2 separate regions of the Mus musculus genome follow, and region 2 is linked to region 1. A link is a contact called in public HiChIP or PLAC-seq data. All regions are on one chromosome and are shown on one strand. Each heading gives the region's core, a stretch centred on a gene start, on an enhancer-like site or on the middle of the called end of the contact. The rest is flanking DNA. Distances are from core to core; before and after follow the strand shown.

What was found. HiChIP or PLAC-seq counts read pairs in DNA pulled down with a chosen protein or histone mark.
Region 2: a contact with region 1 is called in an H3K4me3 HiChIP or PLAC-seq map of forebrain, with 3 times the contacts expected there. The contact joins the promoter of Ctsg here to the promoter of Atp12a in region 1. A contact is called at or near these places in 1 of 39 promoter capture datasets (cranial neural crest), 1 of 484 Hi-C or Micro-C datasets (embryonic stem cells) and 1 of 115 datasets of contacts at active chromatin or transcription factors (forebrain).

Annotation. Positions count from the first base shown.
Region 1 is chr14:56,363,742-56,366,441 of GRCm38.p6, reverse strand. Atp12a (ATPase, H+/K+ transporting, nongastric, alpha polypeptide) reads right to left here and starts at 1,374. Exons shown (of 23, transcript NM_138652.2): 1 at 1,153-1,374; 2 at 344-493. The coding sequence starts at 1,161.
Region 2 is chr14:56,101,315-56,104,014 of GRCm38.p6, reverse strand. Ctsg (cathepsin G) reads left to right here and starts at 1,441. Exons shown (of 5, transcript NM_007800.2): 1 at 1,441-1,633; 2 at 2,271-2,418. The coding sequence starts at 1,579.

The DNA.
Region 1 (2,700 bases), core at 125-2,624:
ATAACACCTCAGATGGTGAATGAGAGGAATGGGCTCTGCCTCTCTGCCTCTGGCGTTTACAGTTAACCTCCTGGTCCTGTCTAGGACTGCCTCCAACCAGAACACAGGAATCTGGCAGCAAGGATAGAGGAGGACACAGGAGAACAGAACCCAACAAGTAAAGTTATCATCATGCTCTAACAGACAGACAAACCAACCAAGCAACAAACAAGGAGATTGGAACCCTTCTAAGATATTCCAAGACGTTGATGCCATTTTTTTTTTTTCCTTTACCAGAGGGAAGTTATAATGGCACATGCTCTGGTGAGGAGGCACCAGACTCTTTTGCCTTCAGGGGACTGACCAGATCAAGTTCTTTCTTCAGCTCCTCCTCCTGACTCTTGTTGGGTTCTGAGTCTTTGTTCTTCCCGCCCTTGAACTTTTTGTCATCTTTCTGGTCTGCCAGCTCGACGTCTTTAGTTCCATTGAGCTCTACAGAATAGATTTCTGTTTTCTGGAAGAGAAGCAGACGTGTAAATATTAGCTCCAGACAGGTTTCCTTGAGGAGGTGCCTAGTTCCTCCCAGAGGGTGGGGGTATCCCTAGAAGAAGAAGAGCGCTAGCCCCTTCATCTCCAGCTGGAGAGGAAGTGGAGGACCCGACTGTGGGAAGTCTCCCTCCTTACCCCCCCCCCCCACACACACACAAAATCCCTTCTCTGTGGAGGCAGAAGCCTCATCTGGTACAGCCCCAGCAGCATCTTTTCAAGGGACCCCTCTCTGGGTCTGGGCAGGCGTGAAAGTTATCATTTTCCCTAGCACCTTGGTCCATGGTTCACACTGCTTCTTAAGGAAGCGGTTTAGTTTCAAATAGGCTCACTGCAAGCGTGCCTTTTCAGACCCTTGCATCCAACAGAACCCAAGTCATCTCCGAATTGGAGCTTGCAGAACAGCTGCTGTGCTTGGCAACTCTGAGGACCCTTCTTGCACAACTATACTAACTTCTATACACTGTCTGCCCAAAAGTTTACCATATATGTTCTTGGCAGCTGGGATTGAGTTCAGTGTTAAGAACTATAACCTCTATTGTCCCAAGACCAAGCATTTCTTTTTCTTTTTCCTGCGCTTCCCGATGGTCGTCTAAGGTCCCCACTAGACCTGGAGATATCACGCACCCGGCGCATACTGTGACTGGTGGTCCAACCCGCTGGCAAATGATGAAAGACACCGGATGCTGGCGTGCTGAGGTGAGCCCGGTAAGTATGAGGACGCGCGTTGCCTTAGCGGCGCGCTGGACTGTGGTTCCTAGAGACAGGTCCGATCTTTCGGTGGCGGCTGCCGCGGCGGTGTGCAGGTCCGGGTCCCTGAGTGGTGACAGCGACGATGTTGGCGTTACAGAGACAAGGCACCAACCCGGACCCAGCACGCACCTCCGCGGCCGACCGCCAGCCGCTGTCCTGGGGAGGTGGAGCGCGCCTTAAATGCCGCGCGCTCCGCCCACGTACCTGGGGCGACGCAGCTCACTGCACTGGGGACGCCCCTGGGGTAGGAAACCCGAGGACACGCAAGCCTGGGTGGGGTAGGATTGGTGGCCAGGGATCTGAGGATCTTAGGTGGGGACTCCTCTTGATACCTGGCTGGAGGACGCGGGGTCTGCCTTAGGGCGGGTCTGGAGACCAGGTCCAGCCGGTTGCGCAACAACAGTGGCACGCGCCAGGTGCGTGCAGCCCCCGTGCAAGCGCCACTGCCTTTCTGTCAGTCGGACCCCGGATTCCTGCAAGCCCTGGGCTCATCCACGCCCTATGGAGCTTTTATGAAAATCCACACCCACTTTCTTTTAAAACTGCAGTTTCCTTACCAATAAAGGAATTTATTTTAAAAATGTGTAAATGAGGGTGGGGCGGGGAATCTATCTAAGGTGACTGAACAATAAATACCAATTTTAGAGTGCATTTGCTTAGATAAGTGAGACTCCGGAGCAGTCTGGGCCAACCGCCAAAGACTTTATTGAGTAGCTGAATTACTTTGTAAAGATCCAGAAAAGAAATAAAAATCTGGAGTTTTGAAACAATATTGGAAGTAGAGAGGATAAGGGGACCTGGGGGTGGTGGTTAGATCAGAGCTCCAAGGAGGAGCAGGCTGAAGGTTTTCAGAGCCAGGGTTTGGGTAGGACTTTGACGACACAGATGGATAGCTCTGTTCTCCAAAATACTGCTCACCATCGCTTCTGCCTTTACTACCTCCTGCCTGTCCTCCCCTTTTCCTGCAATCAGAAAGGGCAAAGTTGGAAATCTAGGGTTTTCCTACTGTGGACCAGGAACAAAACAATGAGTCCAACGTCTTCACTCCACAGATTCTTTAGACTTGGAGGGGATGTTGTGTTGCAACACAGACTGGAGCCACAGTGCTCCAGACCTGTGTATTGTCTTCCCTGCTTCCTCCAGGGGAGAATGTGGGGTCTGAGGGGTGGTGCTGCAGGCGACTTTTATTTATTTACCAGCTGTTCTGGCCAGCCCTTAACTCAGGGACAACATAGGCTGGAGAAGTAAGTCCCAGAGAGATGTTCCTGGGTCACGGTCATTATGGGGTTTCAAGAGCAGACCCAGAATGCAAAGTGCAGGCAGGGCCTTAAAAATAGAATTTAGAATATTTAGAAGGTTGTATCTGTCTGCGTCAAGTGTAGGGTAGGATAACATTAAACTTGACAACGGTTTCAGTCAGGT
Region 2 (2,700 bases), core at 192-2,691, 260 kb after region 1:
GTCTCTCTATGTACTTCCCTATCTGCAAATATTACAGCTTTAACCCTTTCACTTCTATTTTCTGCCTAACTAGTTCAAACTGTTAGCATAACATGAAGACCATGGATGGCAATTTATATCCAGATTTTTAAATTTTTATTTATTTATTTATTTATTTATTTATTTATTTTTGCTCAGAAAGAAAAAGGGTTTGATGTTTCACTGTTAACTATGATTAGTGTGGAATTTTATGAAATCAGATTTGTTTCTAGCTTGCTGTAAAAAAGCTCAGTAAATGATTGTGAATTTTAGCAAATGTTTGGACAGTTTTTCCTTTTGTTCTTGCATCACGTGAACAGTGTTTCTCTGTAATCAGTTAGTTACTATAGCAACCCATTTCCAAATGCAAAGGCAACCACGTGCTCCTAGAATAAACTCAATCTTCTCATGAGGTAAGTTTTTGTTAATTGATGTGTTTTTACTTGTATCAAATTTGATGTGTATTCAAAAGTAATAGTGCCCTATAATACTCCCTTCGCATAAGGTATGGGTGTTGCCTGGACATTTAATTTGTGATAAAGGCTGCATCCTCTGACAAAGTAAGGTTTTGTCTTCTTTTCATGGTGATAAATGATATTTATAAAACACATGCTTCTAATGTCTTACATGGGCACATACTTTCTGGGTAGAAAAAAAATTAAACTATGTCTTCTTATTGACACCACATCAAGGAATCCTTTCTAGAGAGAAAGTGGAGCCAAGCACAAATAAGGACTTGAAAAATGTAACACGCCAATATCTTCCTCATAGATCAAGAATTAATATTTTCACTGGATTTGGTGTTAAAGTTATGCTAATCTCATAAGAGATATGGGAACCCTGCCTGCAGGAGTCATATAGCAGCCTCTGACTATTTTGATTATCAAAAGTTCATAATTCATGGGTTCAGTGCCTTCCCTGTAGCTTCCTGCCTAGACTCACTATTCCTTCAGTTAGGGCCTGAGGATAAGTCCTGTGCAGGCAGCTCTCAGTCTTTTACATTCTCGGGTCATTTTAAGAAGCCATGTTTCTGGTTGCTTTCAGTGGGAAAGTTGACACGAATTCCTTGATCACTAGTATAAAATGCCCTGTGCACACCTGTATCTACATAACTGGGTGTGTATCTTTCATCCCTCTTTCCTGTATACACAGGCTATTTTATCCTTTTTCCTTTATTTTTCCCTATTTATATATCTCCCAGAAGGAGAGGAAGAAAAGGAAGTAGTCACCTGTTTCTCTGAATTACTGCGTGTACGGTGAACTCGGTACACAGTATTCAAAGACCTCACTCTTCGCTGGATTCCTATTTTGCTGTCAGCAAGGACACGGCAACTGTGTGGGACACCACATGGGCGTGGGCAACCCTCCCTTCTCCCCGATCACTGGCAGTTGGTGTGCAAACCTCCTAGGAAGCTTTGGGTGATGAAACCTTTCACACGAGCAGGAAAATAGATCTGTGACCTCTCAGAACCACCCTTCCTTCCTCTCTCTCCAGGGGAGGATAAAAGTCTGGCAGAGAAAAGCCCCGGCAGCAACTGACTAAGCAACGGTTCTGGAAAGATGCAGCCTCTCCTGCTCCTGTTGACCTTTATTCTACTCCAAGGAGATGAGGCAGGTGAGTGGCCAACCACACCTCAGAGATCAGGTCCTGTCCTATACACTTGAATAGACAAGTTGTAGCAATCCTAACTCTGCATTGTTGAGTAAATTTCTTGAACTCACATCTCCTCAGTTTCCTTACCTATAAAATGCAAATGGCATTAATACTGTGGCCTAAGGTTGCTATGACAATTACATTGGTTAATAAACAAGAGAGTCTTGTTATTGGCCCTGACATATAGAAAGTACGATATAAATGTTTCCTACATAAATTTATTCAGTCACCCATATCTAGTGCCATGATTTGAGAAGGTAGACTCTGGGCCATGGGGTGCTCTCTGAGGAAGGAAGTACCAGGGAACCGAGAAAGCGCAGACTTTGGGAAAGCGTCTCAATAGCCAGAATCAGCCTCATGTGGAACAAACATCCTTCTCCATTTGGAGGAGCACACAAAGGTCTGGGAAGGAGACGAGTCTCCCTTCAAACTAGGAGTAACTCCTGTGAAGTCTTAGCATCTTCTCCATGTGCCTGGAGGCCTGCAAAGCTCCTCTGTATCACCTCCCTCCCCCACTTGCAGCCTTTCTAAAGCTGCCCACCTGGCACTGCCGGCAAGCTCCCAGGTACACGGGTAAGTGCCAGATCTTTCTTTGCAGGGAAGATCATTGGAGGCCGAGAAGCCAGGCCCCATTCCTACCCCTACATGGCATTTCTTCTGATCCAGAGTCCAGAAGGGCTGAGTGCTTGTGGAGGGTTTCTGGTGCGAGAAGACTTCGTCCTAACAGCAGCTCATTGCTTGGGAAGGTGAGGAACTCAGACGCTTCTCAGGAAGTCAGTGTCCCCAGACTCCCTCCACAGAGCCTGAACGTATGCTATTACAATTAAGTATAATGATAATGAAATTCTGGAGACAAGATGAGACCAGGAGGAGGGCAGTAAGAAGCAAGTGTCTGTACACAGAAAAGGAGGCTATGATCCAAAAGCCAACCAACCAAACAGAAGAAAGTGGAAAGCACAGGCTGGGCGCTAGCTAACTAAGAACTCAAACTGTTTCTGTTTAATCTGCTTTCCCCAGTTCAGGGTTTG